Regions from separate parts of the Mus musculus genome. Here region 1 is linked to region 2. Evidence: chromatin contacts called from public promoter capture Hi-C data. All regions are on one chromosome and are shown on one strand. The core of a region is the stretch at or near the end of the contact, and the rest is flanking DNA. Distances in the headings are between cores, read along the strand shown. Region 1 overlaps Fggy (FGGY carbohydrate kinase domain containing). Region 2 overlaps Gm12694 (a long non-coding RNA gene).

Region 1 (6,700 bases), core at 1,289-3,788, 630 kb before region 2:
TTGGAGGTGTGGGTCACCATCGCTCAGGCACACATGTGGAGGTCAGATGACAAATTGGAGGAAGGTGTTGGTTCTCTCCTTACATCATAGCATAGGTTCACACGATCAAACTTGACAGCACATACCTTAACCTGCTGAACCATCTCACTGGCTCTCAAATGTAGATCTCGTGATGTCCTGGCAGTGATGACACCCTCTTGAAGGTTAATGGTAACAAGCCATGTAGGTAGCTAGCATGCCTTAAACCTGTTGTAGGAAGAGCTTTCTACACATAATCTCTGCCAAGCCCCAAACCAAGCAATGATGAACAAAGGAGAGAAGAAAGTACACAGGGGCATGATGGGAAGTCAAAACGGTTGGTGGCTTTCCACTCCAGAATCCAGACTCTGCTTATCCTGGAGCCCACTTTCTCCTTTCCACAGATGATGTCTTCACACTACTTTCTAAAGGAAATTTCGGGATTCTTAGGACTAGAATATTATATGTGGAAACTCATTAGGAAAGGGAATAGTGGATTATGAACAGAAAGTCAAGTATAAGAATGAATCATTGTTTATAATAAACAAACAAAACCACACCAATTTTGAGACCATAGGTCCCTTTTGTTAGAGATCAGAAATGCTTCTACAGAGATGCTCTGACTACAATGTGATTCTCATCAAACCTTCCCTACCAACAACTGACTGTACCACATGAGTCTACACAGTGAAATACCCTGATTTTTTTCTTTTTTTTTTATTAGATATTTTCTTTATTTACATTTTAAATGCTATTCCCTTTCCTAGTTTCCTCTCTGAAAGTCCCCTATACCCCACCACCACCTGCTCCCCAACCCACCCACTCCCACTTCCTCGCCCTGGCATTCCCCTGTACTGGGGCATATAATTTTCACAAGACCAAGGGCCTCTCCTCCTATTGATGGCCGACTAGGCCATCCTCTGCTACATATGCAGCTAGAGACAGGAGCTCTGGGGGTACTGGTTAGTTCATGTTGTTGTTCCTCCTATAGGTTGCCGACCCCTTCAGCTCCTTGGGAAGTACCCTGATGTTTAAGCTCTGCATTTGTTTCACTGAAGGCCACCTCTACCACTGCTGGACAATCCTTTAAACCTTTGCAAAGAATTTCAACAAAGGGTGAGGCTTTGAGACAATTCACTACAAGACATCAAAGAAAGTAAATAGGAGTGCAGTGTAAAAGGAACGAGAAATCCCACATTTTCTTCTCTGTAAAAAAGATGGGACACAGTAAGAGGCATGGCTGTGAAGCCATGCATGCATTCCTAGGTGGGCCCCAGCCTCTGTTCCGTAGCAGCTGTGTGAGCCAGAACATGTTCCTTGGCACACTATCAGGACCACATAGGACAAATGCACAATATCCCAGAATGTAGTTCCTTTCCCACAGGACGAGCCCTTCACTGGCTTTCTCTTCTGTCCTGCCCCTCAGCCCATCCAGTCTAGTGTAGACAGGTTTCACTCTATATCTCTAGTATGTCCTGGAATGACTCCTATCACTGTACATTATTACCTGCTACTTCACCAGACATTCCCTAGATACCCAGACAGAAAAGCACACCACTATCTTTAAAAAGCAACTCCCATTAATGAATAGAACCCTACTCATGTGGCCTTTTGCTCATCACTGGCTGGGATGCTCCTCAGAAGCTGGGGCTATGCCTTGTTCTGCTGCAGACAGTCAGAGGAGAGAGGTCTAGCTCACAGAAGACGGTTCGAACTGAAATATCAGAAGTCCATCTCTTTTCCAAAACAACACAAAGGCAAGCTTTCCCCTAAGGGATCTCTTTTCCTTTCTGTAAAACAGTACACAGACCCCACCCCCCCCCCCCGCCCCTAGCCCCTAGCCCTCCACTGAATTACAGTTAAAATAGCTTTTGTGAAGGACAGACACGGGACACAGTGGCCATTTCTCTTCATGTGTGTGCACCCAGGCAATGAAGCCATTGTAATGGGAACAATGTGTGTTTCATTGCACTTCAACAGAACACATGACACTGTGTTTTGAGCCTGGGTGGGGATAGGGGCCAAAGTAAAGAAACCAACCCTAAAGTTTTATTGCATGAAATTCTGATAAAGAAGCACTTCGAAGCCTCTTTCCCATCATCAAAAAACCCACACTGGGCAAGATCAGAGCTTAACAGCCAAAAAAAAAAAAAAAAAAAAAAAAAAAAAAAAAAAAACCACATTCAATCCCTGAGATCATTTTCCTGAAATAGAAAACTACATATGTTTCTCAAATTTCACATCAAGCCACTGCAGAGGCCAGACTGCAGGGCTAAATTGGCCCAATAAGAGAAAAAGAAAGGAGAAGGGAGAAGGGAAAAAGAGAAGGAAAGAAACCTATTCTCCCACATGGCCACGTCTCCTCAGCACAATGTAGACTTACAAGCACCCAGCCACAGAGCTCTCAGTGAGAGTTGCTTATCCTGCAGCTTTTCCTTTGTCAAATTAAGAGACACTGCCTTGGATTAAAAAGACGCCTTAAATTCAAAAATGACTTCATGGTTGGCTCAGAGCTCCGAGTCTCCAGGGCTGGCCGCCAGGAGCACATCTAGTTCAGAGCCTCCCTCCCCTCCCTACTGGAATCAACCTGACTTCCAGAGAGACTGCAGGGCAAACCCTCAAGCAGAAGGGGTTTCCATACTAATTAAAGTCCAAGCACCTCTTTGAAACTATCTCCAGCTCAGCTTATAGAAAACTGAGGTTTCCTAAGAAGCAAGGATGGGGGTTAGGGATGAGGTAAGGGTACAAACAGGTAAAGTGGCATTGGGAAGATATTACGTTTTAAACAGCAGGCTACACTCTAGATAAGAACCAGAAAGAAATCTAGGAGGATGGATGAGCTAAAGACCTTTACAGAACCCGGGGAGAAGGCCTGACTTCTGAAAGGAGTAAGAGCCAGGCAATATTCAAAGCTGAGAGTTTTCACTAATGGATGCACTGCTTGGCACATTCTAACATACAGGTTGACATTTTTTTATTCATTAACAAAAATGAAAGCCATCTTCTAAATGACTTTAGAACAAAGGAATCCCTGATAGCAGTTTCTTAATAACATTTAAATATTTTTTCAAAGGCCCTTGAGAGAGAAGGAAAAGAAACACAGCAAAAAGGAGGTATATAAATTTTTAAAAAGAAACTATACAGAAGGGGAAGAGAAAGAAGAGAAGGAAGGGTCAGAATTTCCATGTAAAGTTGAGTTCCAGAGGTCTAATTCTACAATTAAACCTTAACTACCCATTTCTAAGGGAAAGAGCCTAAGAAAAAAATCCAAAGGGGTGAATGGTGGAAGTCCTTTCACTAGATTATTACATCTGCACAAGGGTCAGGACCCATGGTATGGGGCAAGTCCTTCAAGCTCCCCTCCACCTCCCTTCTGCATCCTGTAACCCATCTTGAACACAACCACACTGTTGGAGCCTTGCTATATCATAGATTCCAGTACAAGATGCTAACACCTATAATGAGACAGGATGAATCTGAAAGCAACCAGAATAAAATAATAAAGACAAAATAATCAGAAGATCCAATTATCATCCAAGAAACAGTCCACTGGCAGAGGGGTCCACCCTGGATACAAACTAACTGAAGAGTTTACAAAGAAATCCATTCTATGGAGACCTGGTTTCAAGAAAAGGTACCCCTAATCAAGTTACAGCCCAAAGGTCATACTGACCATGCAACCTTGTCCCTTGGTTTCAACCTCAGGGTAAAATACTTCTGATTTCAGTATCATGTTCATAGTTCCAAGACTGTCAACAGAGAGTATACCATCATATCCATTTGCAAGCGAGGAACCAAATTCTGAGACTATTTCACTTTGCCAAATTAAAATAACAAATGGAAATACATTTAAGAGATGATCTGAGGCTTCAGAAAAAAGACAAAAGGTTAAGTAGAGGAAAAGCCATATGGCTTCTCAGTTAGAATTTCTGCCATGCTCTATCCACAGGATTTATGTCTAGATGTATAGAGCAGAGAACCTGGCAAAGAACCTTCTAGAACCTGAGCATTATAGACTAGTGGATCTCAACAATGGGTGCACCTCACTGGCACTGAAGTCACATGGCAACTACATCTGAAGGCAAACTTTTGCACTTAGATTTGCTCAACTTCCAAACACTGAAAGAAGCCCTCTAACCTCCCTGCCTCCATGTACCCACAGAGATAGGTGCTAGTGTCTACACAGGACAGCAGTAGAACTGAAGTTCCAAAGAACTGGGGCTTTCTTAGGCATGGATGAAAAGGCATTCTAACCCTCACAGCCACTCCTACCGCTGGCTGGCACAATACAGTCTGGTTTCTTATTCTTTAAGCCTCTTTTTTCCCATTAATTTATTTATTTATTCACTTTACATCTCAATCACAGCCCTACCTCTCCTCCTAATCCCCTCTTCACAGTGCTCCACCCCATTATCCCCCCCATTCTCTTTCACTTCTGAGAAGGGGCTGGTCTCCCCTGGGTACCAACCCTCCCTGGCACCTCAAGTCACTGCAGGACTAGGTACATCCTTCCACCGAAGCCAAGCAAGACAGCCCAGTTAGGGGAGCAGGATCCACAAGCAGGCAACAGAGTTGGAACGGCCCCTTTTCCAGTAGTTGGAGAACCCACATAAAGACCAAGCTCCCTATCTGCTACATATGTGCACAGGGGTGGGGGAGGGTCTCTGTTAGTTGACTCTTGCTCTTGTGGAGTCCATATCCCCCGTAGATCCCTCAATACTTCCCCCAACTCTTCCGTAAGACTTTCCAAGCTCTATCTAATGATGGCTGTGGCTCTGCATCTGTTTTGGCCAGCTGCTGGTTGGGGCGTCTCAGAGGAGAGTTAGGCAAGATTCCTCTCTGCAAGCATAACAGAGCCCACAGGATGGACTCAAGTTAAGCCAGTCATTGGTTGGTTGTCCATTCCTTCAGTCTCTGTGACATCTTTGCCCCACCCTCCACCCCCCTTCTTGTAGACAGGACAAATTTTGAATTAAATGTTTTGTGGGTGAGTTGCTGACCTTACCCCCTCACTGGGAGTCCTGCCTGGCTACAGGAGGTGGTTATTTCAGGCTTCATATCACCCACTGCTAGGTGTCTCAGCTAGTTCCACCATTGTAGACTCCCTGGCACCTCCCCCATCTCAAGTCTCTGGCAAGCCCTAGAGATGCCCCCCCCCCCCACACACACACACATTTCCATTTACTGTCCTAGCCCTCTCTCCTTGGCTTTCTCTACATCTGACCTCAGCTCCCCTCCACTCCTCATCCCCTCTCCTGCCCAGTTCCCTCCCTGGCCAGAGCAATCTCCACACCTGTTTGCATGTTCACATTCACAAGAGCTCTAAGGTACTAGAGTATTCCTATTCAATGCCTCACTGGAGAAGATAAGATAAAACCTCCAAACCGAAGGGGCTTAGGGGAAGCATTAAGCAACTTTATTTGATTTCTGAAAGACTGTACTTTTCTCCACACGAGCTTCTTATTTGAGTTTGCATTTACCTCAATATAATACTAAAATAAGTAAATACATTTTACTAAAGTAGAATTTGACCTAAAGTAAGGACAAATGGAGGTGGTCCGTGCCATGTACTAGAACGTGAGATATTCTATCCATGCATTGTATTTTCTATTTAAAGCAAACTGAGGCTTTGTCCTTCTGTAAAAGGAAATGGATTAACAGGGATTAAACCTGTATGCAAGGCCACCCAGGTGAGTATCAGTAAATAGTTCTAGCTAGAGAACATTTGGTTTCACTTCATGTTTTAAAAAATAAATTTAACTATGCATCTGTGTGGAGTTCTGTGCACATGAGAGCCAGTATCATGGAGGCTAGTGGAAGGTATTGGGTCCTCTGAAGCTGAAGTTCTAGGCAGCTGTGAGCCACCCAACTTGGGTACTGGAAACTTAACCTAGTTCCCCTGCAAGAACAGCAAATGCTTCTACCCACTGAGCTATCTCCACTTTTACTTTTATGGCTCCATTACTTTCATGGATTTTTAAGTGTTCAAGGAATATGAGGCACCAACTGCTCGATTAAAATCTCATAGGTGTTCTATGACTACAGATCAAGAATAAATATATGGATTTGTAGATGAGGGAATGACAGAAACTGAGCTAAGGTTGCTTCAGACCTTAACATCTTCCCCATAATCAGCATAGATAGTGTGCTCTATGATTATGATGGAGGAATTATAAATTGATATCTAGGACACTGTCCAATGCAATTTACTGAGAAACGATGGTTTTGTAATTGTCTTTTTAACCTGTCCAATAGCAATTGTCTTTAGTTTTTCTCTAGTAGTAAGAAAACGCCAAGATTATTTGGGTAGAAAGGTACTCAGATAAAACAGCCTCCCTCTGGCTACTTTTGGCCATAAGTCTAAGTGTTGATTGATGATTATATAAAGGAAAGTGTAATACAGATCTCCCAGGAAGATCATTTACATAAGGCTAGCTCAGCTCTGTGGCACACCCTATGTGCCCCTGACATCTTTTTATCATGGACACTACAGAAATATCCCAGACCGTGAAGTAATCTCAAGCATGAGTTCCGAAAGACAGTGAAGTAGAAATGGTAAATAATAATAATAATAATAATATCTTTAATTACTTCATGGGACCTTTACAATAGACCAAAGACTCTCTCTAAATTTATTTATATGAGAGAATCAAACTTTATGGTTGTGTTATTTTTAAATTTT
Region 2 (6,724 bases), core at 3,536-6,035:
CACATCTGCATCAGTCATGATTTCTAGTGTATTTTTAGAAGCAGAAAATTCCTTAGGCCTTTTCATTTCACAAGTTGGACACTTTAGCTGGGTGTGGTCTTACCTTGAAGGTACCCCTCCATTTATTCCATTTTAGATCAAACCTCTCCTTAATTTCTTTTTTACAACACAAGCCTTGGGTCCATAATTAAATTTCCTGATGTCCCTTTTTACTTTAAACTCTTCAGTTTGTATTTCCTTCTATCCCACTTGTTCTTTTTCCTTGTAGACCTGCATGAAAGAAATTACTAAGGATTACATGATAGAATCAATATTAAGAGGCCTCCAAATCTCCAACAAAGAAATTAGTTCAATACTTTTCAATTTAGTCTCAAAAACATTCTTAAGACAAGGAAAGAAAGCAGCAATATTCTTTGCCAAAATGTCATAGGAATGGCATCTAGCCTACTTACTAATATTGTTTCCCTCTGAAACCTCCACAATCCACATAGCTCTCAGTAATCCTGTCTTCCAAGATCCTACTTGGAGAGCCCATTAAGTTCAACTTACTGCATTCAAATGCTTTCCTAGTCCAAAGTCCCAAAGTCTTGCACACTCCTCCAAAGAACTGCATGGTCAGGCCTGTCACAACGGGAGGCTACTTCCTGGCACCAACTTCTTTCTATCTTAGGTACTTTTCTTTTTTTTTTTTTTCCATTTTTTATTAGGTATTTTGCTCATTTACATTTCCAATGCTATACCAAAAGTCCCCCATACCCACCCACCCCCACTCCCCTGCCCACCCACTCCCCCTTTTTGGCCCTGGCGTTCCCCTGTACTGGGGCATATAAAGTTTGCAAGTCCAATGGGCCTCTCTTTCCAGTGATGGCCGACTAGGCCATCTTTTGATATATATGCAGCTAGAGTCAAGAGCTCCGGGGTACTGGTTAGTTCATAATGTTGTTCCACCTATAGGGTTGCAGATCCCTTTAGCTCCTTGGCTACTTTCTCTAGCTCCTCCATTGGGAGCCCTGTGATCCATCCATTAGCTGACTGTGAGCATCCACTTCTGTGTTTGCTAGGCCCCGGCATAGTCTCACAAGAGACAGCTACATCTGGGTCTTAGGTACTTTTCTATTGCTGTTATAAGACACCATGACCAACGCAACTAAGAAAAGAAAGTGTTTAATTGGGCTTACAGCTTCAGAGGGTTAGAGTCCGTGATGGCGGAGTGAAGGCCTGGCAGCTGGAACAGCTAAGAGCTCACATCTTTATTCATAAGTAAGAGGCAGAGAGAAAGAGTACTGACAATGGCACAAGTCTGTTTAAACCTCAAAGCCTGATACCAGTGACATACTTTTTCTAACAACACACACCTGCTAATCCTTCCCAAACAGTTCCACCAACAAGGGGGGCAGAACAGGGTATATATTCAAACACATGAGTCTATGGAGCCATTCTCATTCAAACTACCACACAGAATAATTTTGTTATTTACAATTTTCTTTTTTCAAAGTATAATTAATATACATGCATATATCTAGAAAATATGTCAAAGTAGTCTCTAGCTCCATATCTGTCCTTCTCTGATATTGAATACATATGCTTTGTCTAGATCACACAAAAAAAGGAGTCAGGATTATGGTATGACTAGAAACCAGATTGGCTGAGAAATTGAGGTAGGAATAGCTTAAGGAGAAGGAGACTTGGTGAACTGACTTTCATGGCTGTGCTCCCAAAGGGCTTGTGTCCATGTTCAAAAGAAAAAGAAATGTGCTTTATTTCTGGTAACTGTGGTTAAGATCAGCAAGTAGAGGTTCAAGACAAGGAGATCTCATTTACAGACAGAACTTCCTAGCAGTCAGAACTACCCTACTATAGAAAAATGGAAAAGGCTATGTCAAGGGAGTTCCAGACTAGGATGCTATGGTAGTTTGAATGAGAGTGTGACCCAAGAGTATTTGCTTAAGGACTGAAGCTAAAGTTAAAATCAAAAGAGTCTAATTCTATAGGTCAATGCTTCAGAATTCCAGAGCAGTTTTCACTCACACAGACTAATATAGACTCTACTGGATGTAATATAATTACTGGCGTAGGTCTCCCTTCTCGCTAGGGTTGTTGGCCACAGCCCATGAGAGGAAAGGAAGGAGAGTTGACTAACAGGCCCTGTGCGTGCAAACAGTAATAACGACACACTAGGACCAGCTTCAGGAAGACAGATGAACTTTACGTGGAGTGATTCGAGGGTTATATAGTTTGGGGTTAAGAGCATAGGAGTATCCAGGGTGGGTAAAGGTCATTGGCTGAAGGCTAAGGCACTGAGCTGCCTCACTGGCACTGGGGAAGGCACTTCAAGAATCTCAGGTGCTTGCTCTTCAGCTTCTTACCCAGAGAAGGAAACTGAACCTGTAATGTTCTGCAGGCAGATAGAGGTGTGTGGGGGCAGCGGGCAGTGTAGGATGGGGTGGGGGTGTTTAACTTCCCTAATAACGTCAGAGAAGGAGAAGCCCTGGTGACAAAGGGAGTCTGCCATTTTGCACAGAGTGGCAATGGTAGACTTCTACCTTAGCAGGGCAACAGACTGGGACATGACAGGCACTCAATAGAGCCTAGTTCTCTTCTACCCATCTTTAATCTAACTTTAACCTAAACACACCAGTGAGCTAGCACTCACCTTCCAGTGTTGGGCCCTGTGGTACCCTCACCCTCAGCTGGTTACAGTGGGGTAATAACTGTTCTCATGATGAAGTTCTTAGGGGTTCTTAGGAACAAAACATTTTCTTCAAAGGCTCCTCCTACATCTTATTTAACAGAGTTGGGCCAGAGTCTCATCCCTAAGCTTACCAATGGTAAAAGATCAAGCAATTGAATAAAGGAAGAAAAAGGAAAAGGGAAACTGGGGTAAAAAGGAAAAAGGACAAAAAAATGTAATGAATACTGCATAGGTGATAGCTGTGTCCCCTAGACCCATAGTTTTCTATAAACAAACCAAGGCTGAGAAGGGTTTAATTAATATGCCAGAGTCAAGGGTAGGAGTATGGCCATCACAGGAAGTGTGGCTAGCATAGGAAAAGTGGGTCACAGTTGGAGAATGAGGGGCAAGTGAGAGCAGGGTTAAGGACAAGGGTTCTAGCCTGTGTGGCGCTTTGAAGTCATTTTCAACAGGACTGACTACATTAACTTCCTAAAATTCTAGTTCCCAGAAATTAGGAAACTGTGAATATTAAAAATGTTTGTTTGTTTTGTTTTGAATTCTCCAGATGTTTTAATGCAGCACCAAGAGCAGAATCGCTGGTTTAGGAAGACAACAGTTGACAAGTGGAGATTCAATGCTGAAAGCACAGCGCTGTCAGGGAGACATGGTACCTGCCTCTTCTGTTTCCTCCCAAGTGACTGCTACTTCTTGAGGATAGCCAGGTTTTAGTTACTCATGTGACCCAGCACCTGACACCTGATCAGGCAGTTAATGATGGAATGAATGGGTCATTAATGATATACTCACAGAACACCATTTTTATACCACTCCTACAATGCAATCATGCTCCCATTTTACAGATGAGCAAATCAAAACCCTGATATTCTTTATGATCAACGAAAGAAATTGGGAGGCTAAGAAGTCAAACTAGAATTTAGAGAACAGTAGCCACCAAGAATAGGGTCCTGTGGCGGATTGCTTTTCTCCCTTTTCTCCAGGACCCCTTCTCTTTGTACCCCCAAAGCCTCAGATGTTACTGAGTCTGCCTTCCTGGCCTCTTTCATCCTCCTTGGAACCCTAGCCTGCTGGAAAAGAGGAAGAAAGGACTGGAGGTACTAACTAAGGCATATCTGGGGGTCAGGACCAGCCTGTGTCTGAGAATCTGCTGGAGTGGGAACTGACCACAGCCATCCGTACTGGGAGGCCCGGGAGCTGAACACAGCACCTCATTCATGGTGTGACCTTGAGTAAGCAACTCCTTACTTCTCGACTCCAGTGTCATCACGAAGGGTGTGTAGCAGAACATTTGGGTCACATACTCCAGTTCTGAGGTTCAGGTAGATACAGGGGGCTAAATGGGAACTAGTGAGCAGACCAGCATGTGCCTTGTTGAATAATGGTGTGAATTAAATGAGTTCTAGAAGCTGTTGCCATAAGGGCTGGTGGACTTGGCATTGTGAGGATTTTGGGGTTATTTTTTTAAGGATTGTTATTAAATCTATATTTTTTTAATGTGTGATCTTGTGGTTAATCTATCTGCCCAGTAATAACAATAGTAATCAACATGTGTGTGACAAAATAAATAACAACAAAAGCGTACGAAACCAGATTGAGCTTGGTCTCATTTGTGAGACCCCTGTACTAAACTGTCTAAAAGGCCCTTGCAGGACACAGGCCTTTAGCATTTCGGCAATAGCTGGAACTTTTATCCAGGAAGTAAAATCGAAATGGCACCATCCTTATACTCCTAGTACTTTGGTATGCACTTAATTCTGTGATCGCGGGAGAAACATCACCTTCCCAAAAGATCTGTCTGGTTTTAAACGCTAGGCTGACCCCTTCCTAGAGAAACAGTGACCTCTGGTGGAAAATGGCAGCAGAGCAACGCCGCTGTGCTGAGATAATTTAATGCTTAGGCAAACTGACTGTTTTCACTTGAAATAGATTTAATGAAGAATAATAAATAAAACCTAGACACATATGTACAGATGGTTTGATGTATGTTAGGCAAGAGTCAGGCTTTCATGTATACATTTGGGAGTAATTACTCTTAATCTAAAAAAAGAAGTTGAGGATTAGCGAAAGAACGAAAGCATTTGCTAGATTGACTGACAGCAATCTGGAATGGGCAGGCATGGAGAGAAAGCTAGGACTCGGGCAGTGTTCTGAGAATCAGAGACTTGAGTAATTTACTGAAGGTCTCAGTGATTGTTCCCATGCATGCTTTGATGAGTCCCCAACGACTCTCCAAGGCATGGACTATTAATTATCTCCATTTGACGAATAAGGAGCATGCAGAATAGGGACTCTGAGTGACAGAGTCCTTGGCCGTTAAAGGACTTCTGGCTGACTGTGCTGTCTTTTGCACAGTGTTGTGTAAGGTCTTCAGTCGTGTAACTAGAAATGGTGCCGCTGGGTTGCTCCCATGCACTCCAAGCCCTAACCCTGCAAATTACATGCATCTTGAACACCAGTGACTTTCACAGTGGTCATGAAAATCTTGAGTCACATCACAAAACAATGGGTCATCCTTCTTTATTTTTGAGGTCATAAGATAATTACATCTCTCCCTTCCTTTTCCTCCCTTCAAACTCTGCTGTGACCCCTCTGCTCTCCTTCAAACCCATGGCCTCCTTTCCTCTCACTAATTGTTATCACATGCATATATATGTAGACATATATACCTAAATGTAGCCTGTTCAGGCCATATAATGTTACTTGCATGTATGATTTCAGGGCTGACAATCTGGTACAGGAGAGTCAGTTGGTGTGCTCTTCCCTGGGGAAGATCATCTCCCTCTGAAATAGATCATTCTGGAGAAGCTGAAGATCCCATGGATTGGGTGAGAACTATTGTGCAGATTCGTGAGCTCGGCATTTTAATATGAGGTGTAGGATGGTAAATGAAAGTTCAGAAACCACGTCAGGAAGGATTTACTAAGACAGAACTGGGACCCATTACCAGGAGGGGAAAACTCAAGGAACATGCATTCAGTCCTTCCCTTGTGTGTTCATTGATGTTTACAGTGTTTGCTTATGTGCAGCCCTGTGTCAGGATTCCAGTGTTTACGTGTGTGGGGGCTTGTGTCCGGTGTGGAGGAGACAGCGATGCAGACATTACATGTGGTCTCATTAAACCTCATATAGAGAGGGTCAGAGAATAGCAGAAGTGTCTCATGGAGAATTATCTGTTCTCAGCAGGTTCATACAGAAGGACAGAACTCAAATGGACTGGAAGGGGTTGGCTGAACCGTGTGTGACACTGCGCTAGCACTGTCTGCTTAGAGACTAAAAGTCAGTGGGAAGCTTTCAGTGAGACTGAAAGTGGTGTTGGGTTGTGGTGGGACTTAACCCTCTTTCTACCCTTTGGGCCCAGAGTTCACTAGAAAGACTAACAATTGATATCGCCTCTCAGTTTTAGATAAGGACAGACAAAATTACAGCCATTGGTCTTTTGTTTTCTTTCTTGATCTTTTCTTTGTCTCTCAGTGATATTGTGGCCTTTTTTTTCCTTTTTTTTTTTTAATTTTCTTTTCTTTCTTTCTTTTTTTTTTTTTTTCTTCTTTTCTTTTTTTGAGACAGGGTTTCTCTGTGTAGCCCTGGCTGTCCTGGAACTCACTCTGTAGACCAGACTGGCCTTGAACTCAGAAATCCGCCTGCCTCTGCCTCCCAAGTGCTGGGATTAAAGGCGTGTGCCACCACGCCCGGCCTTTGTGGCCTTTTCTCTTCTGGTCACACAAGGTTCCTACAAACTTCGTCTTTTAACCATAAACTGTAAAGGACTGACATCAGAAATCTTGGGGGCAGGACACGAGCATTTTCTTTCCTATCACGTGTGGTGCTAGGGGTTGAGCCAGGGGCCTCATACGTGATGGGCGAGCATCCTGCCACTGACATGCATCCCCCCAGAATTTTTGTTCTTTACTTAAAAAAAAATTTGAACAGGGTGTTGCCAACTTGTCCAGACTGACCTTACACTCACCCTGTAAACCAAACAGCTTGAATGCACATGAAGCCCTGATAGGCATTGAACTTCTGATCCTTCTGATT

The links. Capture Hi-C pulls out chosen DNA fragments and counts their contacts.
Region 1: a promoter capture Hi-C map of adipose tissue shows a contact between it and region 2, with 5 times the contacts expected there. The contact joins two enhancer-like sites. A contact is called at or near these places in 3 of 15 datasets of contacts at CTCF or cohesin (CD8 T cells, the NIH/3T3 cell line and pro-B cells), 6 of 484 Hi-C or Micro-C datasets (the C2C12 cell line, Sertoli cells, bone marrow-derived macrophages and 2 more), 3 of 115 datasets of contacts at active chromatin or transcription factors (CD8 T cells, bone marrow-derived macrophages and fibro-adipogenic progenitors) and 1 of 9 other capture datasets (adipose tissue).

Annotation. Positions count from the first base shown.
Region 1 is chr4:95,632,874-95,639,573 of GRCm38.p6, reverse strand. All of the region lies in intron 5 of Fggy (FGGY carbohydrate kinase domain containing), which reads right to left. Among named protein-coding and RNA genes, the nearest start is that of Fggy, 79 kb to the right of the region's middle. Within about 2 kb of position 2,538, at least 125 of the 459 cell types and tissues checked have an H3K27ac peak or open chromatin away from gene starts, as enhancers often do. A contact at or near this core is called in adipose tissue, where this site is marked.
Region 2 is chr4:95,006,157-95,012,880 of GRCm38.p6, reverse strand. The region is part of intron 2 of Gm12694 (a long non-coding RNA gene); the gene reads right to left. Among named protein-coding and RNA genes, the nearest start is that of Gm12694, 30 kb to the right of the region's middle. Within about 2 kb of position 4,785, at least 5 of the 459 cell types and tissues checked have an H3K27ac peak or open chromatin away from gene starts, as enhancers often do. A contact at or near this core is called in adipose tissue, where this site is marked.